Regions from separate parts of the Zea mays genome. Here region 2 is linked to region 1. A link is a contact called in public Hi-C data. All regions are on one chromosome and are shown on one strand. The core of a region is the stretch at or near the end of the contact, and the rest is flanking DNA. Distances in the headings are between cores, read along the strand shown.

Region 1 (7,013 bases), core at 3,355-5,854:
TGTACTAGAACCAAATTCAAATTTCGAGAATCCAGCAATATTTAATGCTTGTTCGAATTCAAAATAGTTGACCAATCTAAAAGATACATTTATTCTAACAGATGACATTTTTCAACCATTAACCATGCTGGTATTATTATAGCAGGGGTAGATAAGAACTCTAATATTATTGATTTCCCTGATGAACAACTGGGTTGAAACGGAGATAACATGGCGTTTCAGTGATGTTTTTACTATGATAATTAGCAAGGAAACACGTGGGCACTCAACCATACCAAATATCAAATTTATTTTATATACATATACTGTTTCAGATCCAGAAAATGACGAGTCAGTAATGATGCATGGCAGCATTTGCTTTCTAAATTTAGGCCACCTAATCGCGATTAAGGGACGATAAATCGGACATCTGGATGATTAGGCCACCTAATCGGGTTGGTGACCGTAATCGGCTACGTTTGACCGACCAGACCGATTAATCGCGATAAATCGGACGATTTGAAAACCCTGGTGGTCATTGCCTTCTGACTTGGGTTAAAACTTGTCACCCAATTGACCTTGGGGACCTTGGCATCTCCGACCTGCAATGAATAGGATGGCCATTGTGAATGCGCTAGCTCTAGTTAAAGAAAACATAACCTGACCGACCCTGCTCTTTCCAGGTTCAAGTTCATTCCTGTGTCAGCTATTTCTCTATAGCAGTCTGCACTGAGGTTGGCAATGGCGCCCGTACTCTTTTATGGACAGATAGATGGATTCATGGGCAGAAAATTGAGGACCTTGCTCCACTGCTCTTTACTTTGGTGCCCAAAAGAAGAGCCAATGAGTGTAGAGTATTACAGAATCTTACTAATAATACTTGGACTGGTGACCTGCAAGGTGCACTTCCTGCTGGGGGTTCTCGCGAAATTCTTAAATCTTTGGGACATTCTTCCTCAAGTCGTTTTACAGCCTCGGTCAGAAAACAAACACATACGGCAATTCACTGCTTCCGGTGTTTACACTGCAAAACCAGCTATGATGGTCTCTTTCAAGGCACCATTTAATTTAGTCCATGGGAGTGTATTTGGAGAACCTGGGCTCCTAACAAATGCCGTTTTTTCATGTGGTTGGTCATGCACAGAAAGTGCTGGACTACAGATCGTTTTACTCGGATGGGTCTTGCATCACAAGAAATGTTTGTTGTGTGATCAGGAAGAGGAAACCATCAGTCACCTACTGGTTTCTTGTGTCTTCTCTAGGGCTTTCTGGTTTGAACTCTTCCAGAAATTTGGACTGCAGAACCTTGCTCAGTTGCTCCCCACCTGGCTGGGCCTTCCCTTGATCTAGTGAGATTGCTGCTGTTCAGGATAGGCAGGCGCTTAATTCCTTAATTCTTTTTGGAGCCTGGTCGCTTTGGACCCATTGGAATCGGTGGTGTGTCTTTGATGGTGCTTCGCCTAATCTGCAGGATATCCTAGCGAAGGTTATGGGGTGTAGTGGGTGCTAGGGGCATCATCGGTGCTTTGCCTAATCTGCAGGTTATCCTGCTTCAGTCTTCCAAGAAGTAAGGTTATGGGGTGTAGTGGGTACTAGGGGCAGCACCTTGCTGACTGAACAGATAGTGGTGTTGCCTAATTGTTGGCTCCTTGGTTGTCCGTCCCTTATTTGAGAGTGTGTGGACATATTGTGGCTGTGTGTGTCTAATAGTGAGTGTGTGTGTGGGCTTGTTGTGGCTATGTGTGTCAGGTTGTGCTGTGGTGTTGTCTATGTTGTTTTATTGTTTCTCATACACCTTTTTTGTTCTTATTATGAATGATATGCAGCTCTCCTGCATGTTCGAGAAAAGAATTTGAGTTATACTCAAATGATTGTATCCGGAGCATTTTCCTTTTCAGGAGGATCACTCAGGGGAGGAACCCTAACTCAGCGAATGGCCAGGAACTACTGTTTTTTCCTCAAAGTACAGCTAGTCAGAACTTTCAGGAGAACCACTCTGGTGAACACCAACACAATTGTAATTAAAAAATATCAATGAAAATGTCAGTTAAACTTAAGCTTCAGCACATCTATGGTTTGATGAAGATTACTTCGTTCGTCATAAAATAAGAAAGAAAGAAGCAACATCTTAAATGCCATAGCAGGGATATCATTATACTGCAGCCAGTACTTAAATAAGTTGATCCAAACAAGAAAACCAGGTCCTGTATCATGTCATCGCTTCAAACTAAACTACCCCCATACAGGTGACGAGGATCAGGAGACAAATTGTCAGTACTGAGTACTGACTTGTTGATGCCACTGGCAACTTGGCATACATTTCACATTAGCGCAACAAACTATATGGCACATCAAATGTAAAGCCATTAGCCAAATAAACAACCCTAGTTGAGCATGTCTGAGCAGTGAGCATACACTTGTTATATCTCTCTCTACTTGAACATTCGCACTCCCTTCTCTATAGGTCTATCAGTGAAATTACCAGGCCAGAAATCTCTTCAGAATGTTCACATTATATTATATTGAATTATTGACACAATATGTCCCACCACTACACTAGTACAGTGTGAGGTCTTTTAGTGGCCAGATAAAGTATTTGAACACAGTTAAGTTGCAAAATTAATTTTTCTAGAAAAATGGTGGAATGTAACCTTATTAAAAATGTAACATGTTCATTGCTTCAGAGTTCATTGTAAGCATATGTTAACTTTCAATTCAATGTAAAATTCTTCCTGAACCAGACTCTTGCACACTGAAAAATAAGTGAGGCTAACTAGGTATGCAAATACATTGGAATGGAGTCTACATGTACAAACAAAGAATCCAAAGGAAATAAAAAGGTTTTTAATATGAATGAAATACTTACTTGCACGAAGCCGTGATATTGGAATTTCTTTCAACTCCCGCCGGATGCATAGGTATTCACCCAGGAGAGCCATGGTTGCCAAACCAGTTATATTAAGAACCCACCATGTAACTGAAGCTGGCCATCCACCATAAACAATGCAAATGAAGAGATGGATTATGTAGAGTGTTGCTGCAAAGTCCAGGCACTTTTTGGCTCGCTCAATCACATAAAGCATGAACCCAGCTCTGCTCAAGCAAAGCATGGAAGCAACATTAGCGATAAATCATTTCTCACCAAAACAAAGAAGAGCTACAAAACTTGAAAAGCAATAAATAACACCAAACTGTCAAAGCTAAAAATGAGATCAAAATCATTATTTTATCCTTCATATTGTTGCTTCAGCTTACAAAATTATCCAGAAGAAAGATAGTGTCTAAAAAATGGGCTAATCCGAGTAGCTAGACTCTAAAAATACTTATTACCAGAAAAGAACAATTTGTATTCTGCTGTTTTGGTACTTGCTCAAGATGCTTTAATTCAAAATAGATACATTGGACACCAGATATTAAGAAAAATAGTGAATTGCAAAGGTTGGTACTGTCTAATTAGACAGCAAAAAAATGTGTTTTCCTCTTTACCTTGTCCGTTGTATCTACTGCCACTATCCTGTCAGAAAAGAATGAATGCAGGGGAGCATGTTTTTGCAGACGGTCTGCTTATTCACATTCATCAGAAAAGTATTTAACAAATGTGCAATATGTTGGTGCCATTTATTTTTTATATAAGCATGTAATGGTGTATGGCTCAAGAATAGGCAATCCACAAGACTACGGTATCTGTTACTCTCAAGCACACTAGAACACCTATGAGTATTTCATAATACATATAGTAGGAGCTACTAAACAATGGATGACAACATGAATAGGCTCATGACAATAACACCAAAACCTTTATACACACTACTTTCTACATATCTCAATACCAATTACTCCAAGGATACGGCTGAGCTCTTGCACTTAACTAGTGCTTAAAGAAATATCAATTTATAATGATCTTGAAACTGAAATTTGCAATTCACAATGTGGCTGCCCTAAACGTACAGATCTGATCACCTGGCAACACAGCCCGTTTAACTTTCCATTGACAAGAGTAGTTCTTGCACTCGGAAGCGATAAGCCACAGCGCGCACGCGTGCGACAGGCATATTTCGCGTTTTGACTACTTCCAGAAGAATCCATTCCAGTTTCGAACGAACCAAGTGGATGAGAGTGGGGTTAGGGAGCTGTGGCGTACCCAGTGACGGCGGCGAGGAGGAATGATGCGATGGCGCACCAACCTGTGGGGGTGCGCGGGGTGAGCGTGGAGAAGTCGAAGAGGTAGAGGAGGGTGAGTCGCGGGACGCGGGTGCCGACGAGGAGCGCCATGGCGACGCCCAGCGACAAGTAGTAGAGGCACTGCAGGCACACGATCTGCGACACGATCAGCCACGGATCCCACACCATGGCCCCATAGAACATCTTCGCTCCTCGTCCCTGGCGACCACCGGACGGAAGGAGGAAAACAGGCTTCTTCGCTCCCCGTCCTCGGCGACCACCGGAGGGGAAGAGGAAGGGAGGTTTCTTCACTCCTCCTCCCCGGCGACCAACGGAGGGAAGGAAGGGACGCTTCTTCGCTCCCCGTCCCCGGCGGCCACCAAGGGAAGGAGGAAGGGATCAAGGAGGGGCCGAGGGAGGCCGCGGCCGAGAATCGGTGGTTGAGCGCGGGATCTCTCTTCGCGGCTGCTCTCGGGGACTTGTGGGAAAGGAGACAAATTTTAAGATTTGGTATGCAATTCTTATTTTTCAGGTTCTCATCCATATGTCAATGACGTATAGTAACTCTATATATTATTATAATAAATAAATCTTGAAAAACGTACAAATTAGGTTCCAAATATCAAATCTCCCATCCATATATATTATGCTTGTGATTGCTCCAGCCCAGCCGTGTGCCGGAACAATAATATTCCCGGGTGTTTCTGTAATTCTGTAAGTTTCACTCATTTCGCAAAGTTGAAACTATTTTTATTTTTAAGGAGACATTGGTATTCATTGGCAAAAAGAAACATGAGTAAAACTTAGGATAGGAGCATAAACTTCTTAAAATCATTTTGGTAAAACGATGATTATGTTAATTAATAAATAAAATAAATAGAGAACTCTATCTGTATATTTTCCAAGAGTTTTCAAATCGCATTGTTAATCTTGATTTTTTTGCATGACAATAAAATTCCTCTCCGGTAACTCTATATCAACTCCTAGTTTTTTGAAAAATTAATCGCACAAAATATATGTGCGAGGGGTGAATAGAGGAAACGTGAAATTTACAACTTAAAACACAAATGTCTGCCTCTGATTAGCGTTAGAATGAAAATAAGAATAATTGGAGCAAGGGAAAAGTGTTCTTCTTGCTTAGAATTGCTCAAATGAATGCGCAATTACTTGGGAGTAACTCAATTTGATATATGATTAAACACAAGCCAGAGAACGAGAGAGAGAGCGGAGAGGAATAAGCAAATCGGAAATGAAGATCAAGCACAAAGAACATGGCGATTTGTTTCCCGAGGTTCGGCTCTGAAGAACATATGTCCCCATTGAGGAGTCTACTAAGAACATGTCTCTTTCAACCCTTTTCCTCTCTCAAATAGTCACTTACACCGATTGAGCTTTCTTCTCAATCTCGAAGGACACTTAGTCCCGCAAGGATCACACACAATTTGGCGTCTCTTGCTAGCTTTACAAATGTGAGAATGAGGTTAAGAGTGAGAATGAAACTCAAGAACAAGAGCACAAGAACTCGCAACTAGAGATGGCCAAACGGGTCGCCCAGCCCGGCTCGACCCATGCCCGGTGAAGCCTGGCCTATTTTGGGCCCGGCCCGCCAGGCACGGTTAGAAAACCGAGCCGGTCCGTCTAAGCCCACGGGCTCGATTTTCTGTCCGAGCCCGGCCCGCATCGGGCCTTGGCCCGTTTAGCACGGAAAAGCGGGCTAAGTGGGCCGGTAAGCACGTTTTAGTGCAAAAAGCGGGCTTAACGGGCTTAGAGGTAAACGGGTCGTGCAGCCCACCATTCCTAGTTTCCTGTCCGTGCCCAACCCACTTATTCGTGCCGGGTCGGCCTGGGGCCGCATAGAACCGGGTCGTGCCGGGCTCGCGGGTCTCGTGCTTATTGGCCATCTATACTCGCAACAACTCAAGAACACAAGGCGTTAAGTCTCTCTAACTCAAATCGATCGAATGCGATGCTTGTGTAGCTTTGAAATCTTGGGAGATGTTGCAATGAATGTATGGATGTTTGGTGTAGCTCTTTGTGTCTTCAATGTGCTGGTTGGGGTGTATTTATAACCCCCAATAACCCAAATAACTGTTGGAGTTGAGTGGAGAAAACTACATAGTCGGGTGGCACACTAGACCTCCAACATTACCGGTCGGAAATATTCCCTACATGCCATCGGAATTTATACTCATCCCTTGTGTGCCATTTAGTGGCATATAGGGAATTTTTTGTATGTATGACATATGGGGGCAGTGGCACACAAGAGTTGAGTATAATTTTCGATGGCACATAGGGAATTGCCCCTTACCGCTCCGGTGCACCACCGGACCCCTGTCAGACTGTTGTAGCAGTTAGCCGTTCTGATGGGTGGTTGGCATAGTAACTGGTCCGGTGGGCCACCGGACCTTGTCACGTCAGATCTGGCCGTTGATATCTGAATCTAGTCGTTGAACCAAGACAGTCTGGTGTGCCACCAGACCAGTCCGGATAGCCAGCCGTCGAAATCCAATTTACATCCTGACTACATAAGTGGTTCAGTGCTCCATCCGATCGGTCTAGTTTGCCAAATGCTAGTTAACAAGTTTCAAACTTCTCTGCGTAAACAGTTTGGTGCACCACCAGACCGGTCCGGTGTTCACAGACTCAACCTAATTTTGGCAAACTTGCCCAATTCTTCTTCAATTCGATTTTCTGCCCTTCGGGTGTTCTTATGACTTAGAAAAACATATCTAGAGATTATCCAACTAGTCTAAGTCAAGAAAACTTGGACGTTTTAATTTATCTAACTCATATTCCTGTTTTCGGCTCGAACCTGCTCCAAAACAACTAAAAAGGGTGATTTGTTAAAACTGAGCTTTCTAACCATTTTAGAT
Region 2 (7,013 bases), core at 1,835-4,334, 140 kb before region 1:
TCATAACATGTTCACTCTGTAGCAACACATAGACGTTATGTATATATATGTATGGTTGTAACATAGAATACATATGTAAAAAGTTAGTTAAAATAAAAAGGAAATATAAAAGAAAAGAAACAGAAAAGGACCTTTAATCTCAATTAGTAAGACCAACTAGAACACGTATAGTAATAGCGTAGAATATGTACAAGAAAAATATTTAAAATAAAAGGATTATTTCAAGAAAATATATTAAAAAGAAAAAAGCCATTTGGTCACTATTGGTTGGTAACACCAACGGGAATCCAAGGTGATACGCATGTTGGAGGTTAACTGGGACTAAAGTTACTCCCTCCGTCCCTTGTTCTTTTAGCTCTTTATTTTTGTGACCATATTCAATTCTCTCAATCTCATAGATTCTTTACGGGATTTGAGTTTCTAAGCTAACGCTAAAACAAATTTTCACCTGAGACCATAGATCAATTATCTATTGATGAAAAGACTAAGGTTGGTTGCAGCGCAGGCGAGAATGACCGCCGGGTGAAGGCGCTCACACCCGGCGAGAGCGGCCTCTCGCTCGCGCTGGAGGGCACGCCCGGGCGAGAGGGAGGCGAGACATTGGCCAGGCTCGTGCGTCGAGGCGAGAGCGAGCTGGTGCGAGCTGATTGGTCCACATGGCGCGATTTGGTTGGTCCACGTGTGATAGTCGTTGTAACTAGCCGCTTTTATCGTTTAGAGTCCAAAAAATTCAAAAAAAAATGTAAAAATTCACAAATTTCATTATCAATCCCTCTATAAATACCTCTACCGGGGTAAAGCTCATTCCACACACCATTTCATCTCATTTCTCTCTTCCAAACTCGTCTTTTCTACCCATCTTGACGTCATGTCTTTCTCGAACACAAACTCAAGTGAAGAAGTTGAATGTGTCATTTAGCACAATATGATCATCAATGACAAGCGTGATGCCGATTTGGATGCGACATATAAGACAGTTGATTCTACAGTCAGTCCGTCGATCTACTACAATGCACTTTGTAATTTTCTATTAATTATTATGTATCTTTAAATTGTCATGTAATTTTATTTTAATTATTATGCACTTTGTAATTTTTAATTCAATAAAAAATCATATTATATGATTTATATGCGTTGAAATAAATTCGCATGAATTAGTTAATTCTGAAATAAGTTAATTCTGAAATAGAAAAGTTGATATGACTATAGACTGAGGTCATATCCTACTGCAGTCTATGTGCACTGTAGGAGCAGTGGTAGGGGCAAGAGGGACCAACATAATGATAAAGGGAACACAATGTTGAACTCAAATTATAAGATTTGATAACATTTGCAAATCCGGTCTGGCCGATTCGGTGGAAAGTGGCTATGCTGGATGACACCCAAGATTATGTCGGTCGTGAACACATAGGCCCTTATATTAACGGCTAATAATTGCCTTTCTCTGCTAGTAGCAGGCGGCGCGCCCTTTCTCTACAAAGTGACCGATGTATTGTTAAGTAGTATCAGATATGCATGAACCATATCATCACTAGCTTGAGTGGGCGAGCTGCATGAAGTTGATAGGAGTGGTGTACTTGGGCGGTCCGTCGTAGAACGCTTGCGCCAAGAGAAACGCAGTCCGCTGGGACGGATGGACACGGTCCCAGAAGACATGGCGGTCACGGTCGACGCAGAGCGTGGAGCTGCGCGTGCACCAGGCCTCCGCGCCCAGCCGCCGCCCGCCGCCGCAGCACGTGCTTGCGACGTCGGTGTACCCTGACGCGCGCGGGTCCGCCAGGACGTCCAGCGTGAAGCCGAAGGAGTCGGCGAGGGCGTAGACGAGGCCCGGCAGCCTCTCGGCGAGGCCGATGAGCAGGGAGCGCAGGGCGTCGTTGAAGCCGCCGGCGACGTCGTTGAGGACGCCGGAGCACGCGCCCGTCGGGCTGAGCACGCGCTCCCCCGGCACGCATCCTAGCGGCCACACGTTGATGACGGCGAACTTCCTGGCGCCCAACGACAACGAGTACAGCTCCTGCATATTATATATATATATATATATATATATATATATATATATATATATATATATATATATATATATATATATTGTTACACGCTACAGTGCTGAATAATGAATGGGGAGAAGGAAAAAAAATAATGGGCTAGCTATCTCTGTACTACCTACCGTCACGGCGGCGGAGTAGTTGGAGACGAGGCTGGCGTAGAGCGCGGCGGCGGCGTCCCTCCGCTGCTCTGCGTCTGACCTGTTCCGCGCCCGCTCCGAAGCCCCGAAGACGTACAGGTCGTTGTTGCCCATGCCGATGAGGAAGATGGACCTGGAGATCAGTGGGTTCACCGCGCTGGGGCCCGCTGCGGCGACCATCTTGGCCTTGGTGGCGCCGAAGTACTTCACCTCCTCCGACAACGGGATCGTGTTCCCGGCGTTCTGCATACGCGTATAAAATTGCAATCTCTGTATAAACTTACGGTCACCACATGTATATGATGATCCGGCCGGCGATACGTGGAATACTTACAGTGGAGTCAAGGATGCCTGCTCCTCCAGAAGCATAGTTGATGCCAATGGTGAGAGCCGTCTGGGCCAGGTCAGGGCCGGAGCTCTGTGCCGGTGCCGGTGCCGGTGCCTGTGCTAGCGACAGGTAGGGAGGAGGGCTGCACGCGAATCCCATGCTCTTTGCTGCAGACATCAAAGCAGAGCAGTGCATGTTTTCAACAGGACATAAACATACACAAGCGCGCGCGCATGATCAATAAAGTTTAGCATAGCAGGGAGTGAGATCCACACCGACGTAGTCGGCGATGTTGTAGCCGTTGCTGAACCTTCCGGTGGGGATGGAGCCCGGGAAGTCGACGCCGTTGTAGGGACTGTTGGCCCTGCCGACGGCCGGCCCCCGCAGGTAGTTGTTGTTGCCCACGTCCAGTATCGACGACCCGAACACGTACATCGCCGGTGGCCGAGCGCCGGCGGCGGCGGCGACGGCGCCGATGACCGCCGCCTGCATACATATCACCTGGCAAAGCAGAAGAACAACCCGCATCTCCATCGTTGCCTGGCTGCCTGCTTCTACGCTTACGCTCTAGCCCACCGCTTGCTGGTACTGCAGTGCAGTACAGCTGACTATTTGCTGTGGCTCGTGCCGTTCCTCGAAAAAGGGAACAGAAACTAGTGACGTGTCAGTCGATCCAGTCAATATGACCAAAGGGGTAGGTGTAGACGTGTACTAGTCCTGTGGCAGTAAAGCACGCACCCAATGACGCAATCAGTAGATTTTTTTCGATTGCCTGAAAGCGATACAACAGCGATAATCAACGCATGGATCTGACAATTTCTATGGACATACATAAATCCTACGTCAACCTTACGTCACCGTAGTACGTTGTTTAAAATAAGCGGAGTCACGGCATCAGGCTGTGCGTATACGAAATTTAATGATATTACAATAGCCGCGGGAGACAGGCGTAAACGTGCTCTGGCTTATATCTTATATTATATATTAGTAAATGGCGCGCGCTTTGCGCGTGTGAGAAAGAACAGTAATATAAGTCATAACAATATTACGTTGGTTTGAGGTTGTACATACACATTTCATAATATAAATGATAATTTAGCAAACTATTTATATATATATTGTAGGTTATATATGTATATACAAAAGATAGAATAGTAGCTTGTTCTGGAGCAGACAAATCTGGTTGCTATATATGATACAACTTCAGAATTGCTTAATTCAACCATGACTTTATATTAAGTAAAAAGTTTATTTTGTACTGGTTGCAGATTTAAAGTGTTATCACTATTAAATTTCAATCATTATGACTTTATATTAAGTAAAAGTTCATTTCGTAGTCTTAAGTCTAACCCACGAAAACTTTTTTCCTAGATTATGGCTGAAACATTGTGATTATGGATCAATGAAACAAAAAAAGGAAAAGATTTTTTCTAGATTATGGCTGAAACATTGTGATTATGGTTCAATGAGACAAAAAAGGAAAACATTTTTTCTAGATTATGGCTGAAACATTGTGATTATGGTTCAATGAGACAAAAAAGGAAATCATTTTTTCTAGATTATGGCTGAAACATTGTGATTATGGTTCAATGAGACAAAAAGGAACTTCGTATACATGATATACATTGGTTTATTTTACGTGCAAAGTATCAGGTATGGCACGGTATATTGGACGGGATGATGAAAATAAAGGAACACATTTCAAAATACTATTGAATTTTCTGAGTAATATTTCAGTAGTACCATGAGTAATGAACCAATGGTAATTCAAGTCATTCTAAGACCATAAGTTAAAACATGTTTCTGAGTAATATTTCAGTAGTACCGTGAGTAATGAACCAATGATAATTAAAGACATTCTAAGACCATAAGTTAAAACGTGCATGTAGTGAAGCCTGATCACCGGAGGTGGCAGTTTCCGTTTCAGGTGGTTGGTGAAATCGTCAATGAGAAATTCTTCTCGAGGAAGGGTGAAGAGCTTACATAATGCATAAGTTGTCAGAGATGAGCAAGTGCATCTCAACATTCAATTATATATAAGTTGAAGAAAACAACTGTGCGGTAAATTGAGACCACAATTTTACTAAAATGTAACAGAAATGCTGAAATTATAAGTATTTTATATTTATAAAAAATACGTGCATCACACGTATAACAGAAGTGACAAAATTATCTGAAATAATTATGTCACTACTTTTGCTTAACAGAAATTTTGTCACTTTTATAATTTCAGCATTCCTGTTATATTTTAAAAAAGGTACTGTAAATATTCAGAGGGCAGGTGAAGCGTCTTACCCTGTTAGGGGCCGCGTGCGTGTTTATATAGGCGCCCGGTGCGCAAGGCTATACAACAGATATACTTGAGTAACAACCTTCATCTATTCCTAAGCAAGCATATCTAGCCAATAAAGTAGCAGTAGGTTGTTACCCGAGTACAGGATATACATGGATATAGAATACATTGCATATCTATTCTAATAGCCTCCCTCAATCATAACCGTTTTAGGTTGAGATTGACTTTGAAGTTTTCCAGTAGTCTGACCGATAATGCTTTGGTGAAGCCATCTGCGACTTGATCTTGGGAGGAGACAAAATCTATTTCTAATAACTTTTGTAAAACTCTCTCTCTTACAAAATGATAATCCACCTCAATATGCTTGGTTCTAGCATGAAAGACGGGATTAGCTGATAAATATTTTGCTCCCAGGTTATCACACCAAAGTTTAGCTATTCTCGGACTGTTAATATTTAGCTCTTTAAGTAAGATTTGTACCCACATAATTTCAGCTGTTGCATTGGCAATAGCCTTATATTCTGACTCAGTGCTGGATCTAGACACTGTGGGTTGTTTGCGAGCACTCCAAGAAATGAGATTTGAACCTAGAAACACTGCAAAGCCTCCCGTTGATTTTCTGTCATCAATACTACCAGCCCAGTCTGCATCCGAAAAGGCACTTACCAAGGTTGAGGGTGACTTATGTATATGCAGCCCTAACTTTGTGCATTGTTTGATATATCTGAGAATTCTTTTTACTGCAGCCTAGTGAACAGTTGTAGGAGCATGTAGAAACTGACATACCTTATTAACTGAGAAGGCAATGTCAGGCCTAGTGAGAGTTAAATATTGTAGGGCCCCAACTATGCTCCTATACCGAGTTGCATCATTGTTGCCTAGTAAAGATCCTTCATGCAAGGATAGCTTCTCACTGGTGGATAGTGGCGAGCTGACTGGTTTGCAATCTGACATTCCTACCATTTTCAATAAATCTGAAGCATACTTGTCTTGGGTGAGAATAATTCCATCACGTACCTTGTTTACCTCTATTCCCAAGAAATAGTGAAGGTCACCAAGATCTTTAAGTGCAAATTCTTCCTCTAGGTCTTTCAACAATGTTGCGGTGGCTGCTTCTATAGAACTTGCAACAATTATATCATCAACATAAACAAGCACAAAAATTATAGTGTTACCCTTGTTATAGAAGAATAAGGATGAATCAGCCTTTGATGGTGAGAAGCCAAGACTTATTAATTTTGAGCTAAGACGAGAGTACCATGCTCTTGGTGCTTGTTTAAGCCCATAAAGAGCTTTGTCAAGCTTACACACATACTCTTTCTTGGATGGATCCTCAAAACCTGGTGGCTGCTGCATATAAACTTCTTCTTCGAGAAAGCCATGAAGGAAGGCATTCTGAACATCAAGTTGTCTAAGACTCCATCCTCGAGAAATGGCAATGTTGGGGACCATAATTAGGGGTACCCTCAAGACTCCTAATTCTCAGCTGGTAACCCCCATCAGCATAAAGCTACAAAGGCCTGATGGGTGCGATTAAGTCAGGGATCGGTCCATTCGAGGGACTCGATCACGCCTCGCCCGAACCCAGCCTCGGGCAAGGGCAGCCGACCCCGGAGGATCTCCGTCTCGCCCAAGGCCCCCTCCAGCGACGAACATACTTCCGGCTCGCCCGAGGCCCTGTCTTCGCCAAGAAGCAACCCTGACCAAATCGCCGCGCCAACCGACCAAATCGAAGGAGCATTTAATGCAAAGGTGGCCTGACACCTTTATCCTGACGCGCGCCCTTCAGTCGACAGAGCCGAAGTGACCGCAGTCACTTCGCCGCTCCACTGACCGGCCTGATAGAAGGACAGCGCCGCCTGCGCCGCTCCGACTGCTGTGCCACTCGACAGAGTGAGGCCGACAGGTAGTCAGGCCCAGCCTCAGGAACCATAGGAAACTTCGCTCCGCCCGACCCAGGGCTCGGACTCGGGCTTAGTCCCGGAAGACGGAGAACTCCGCTCCGCCCGACCCAGGGCTCGGACTCGGGCTCAGTCCCGGAAGACGGCAAACTCCGATTCGCCCGACCCTAGGGCTCGGACTCGGGCTCAGCCCCGGAAGACGACAGACTCCGCTTCGCCCAACCCCAGGGCTCGGACTCAGCCCTGGCCTCAGCCGACGGTCTCCGCCTCGCCCGACCCGGGGGCTCGGACTCAACCTCGGCCACG

What was found. A called contact is a pair of places that touch in the nucleus more often than the background predicts.
Region 2: a contact with region 1 is called in a Hi-C map of leaf, with 4 times the contacts expected there. The contact joins the promoter of LOC100274121 here to the promoter of LOC100193487 in region 1. A contact is called at or near these places in 3 of 25 Hi-C or Micro-C datasets (bundle sheath, leaf and tassel).

Annotation. Positions count from the first base shown.
Region 1 is chr8:144,666,945-144,673,957 of Zm-B73-REFERENCE-NAM-5.0, reverse strand. It overlaps LOC100193487 (protein SYS1 homolog), which reads right to left and starts at 4,604. Exons shown (of 3, transcript NM_001309880.1): 1 at 4,121-4,604; 2 at 2,846-3,072. The coding sequence starts at 4,344.
Region 2 is chr8:144,804,758-144,811,770 of Zm-B73-REFERENCE-NAM-5.0, reverse strand. LOC100274121 (GDSL esterase/lipase) reads right to left here and starts at 3,084. Exons shown (of 4, transcript NM_001148499.1): 1 at 2,789-3,084; 2 at 2,520-2,680; 3 at 2,168-2,428; 4 at 1,303-2,014. The coding sequence starts at 3,047. The coding sequence ends at 1,532.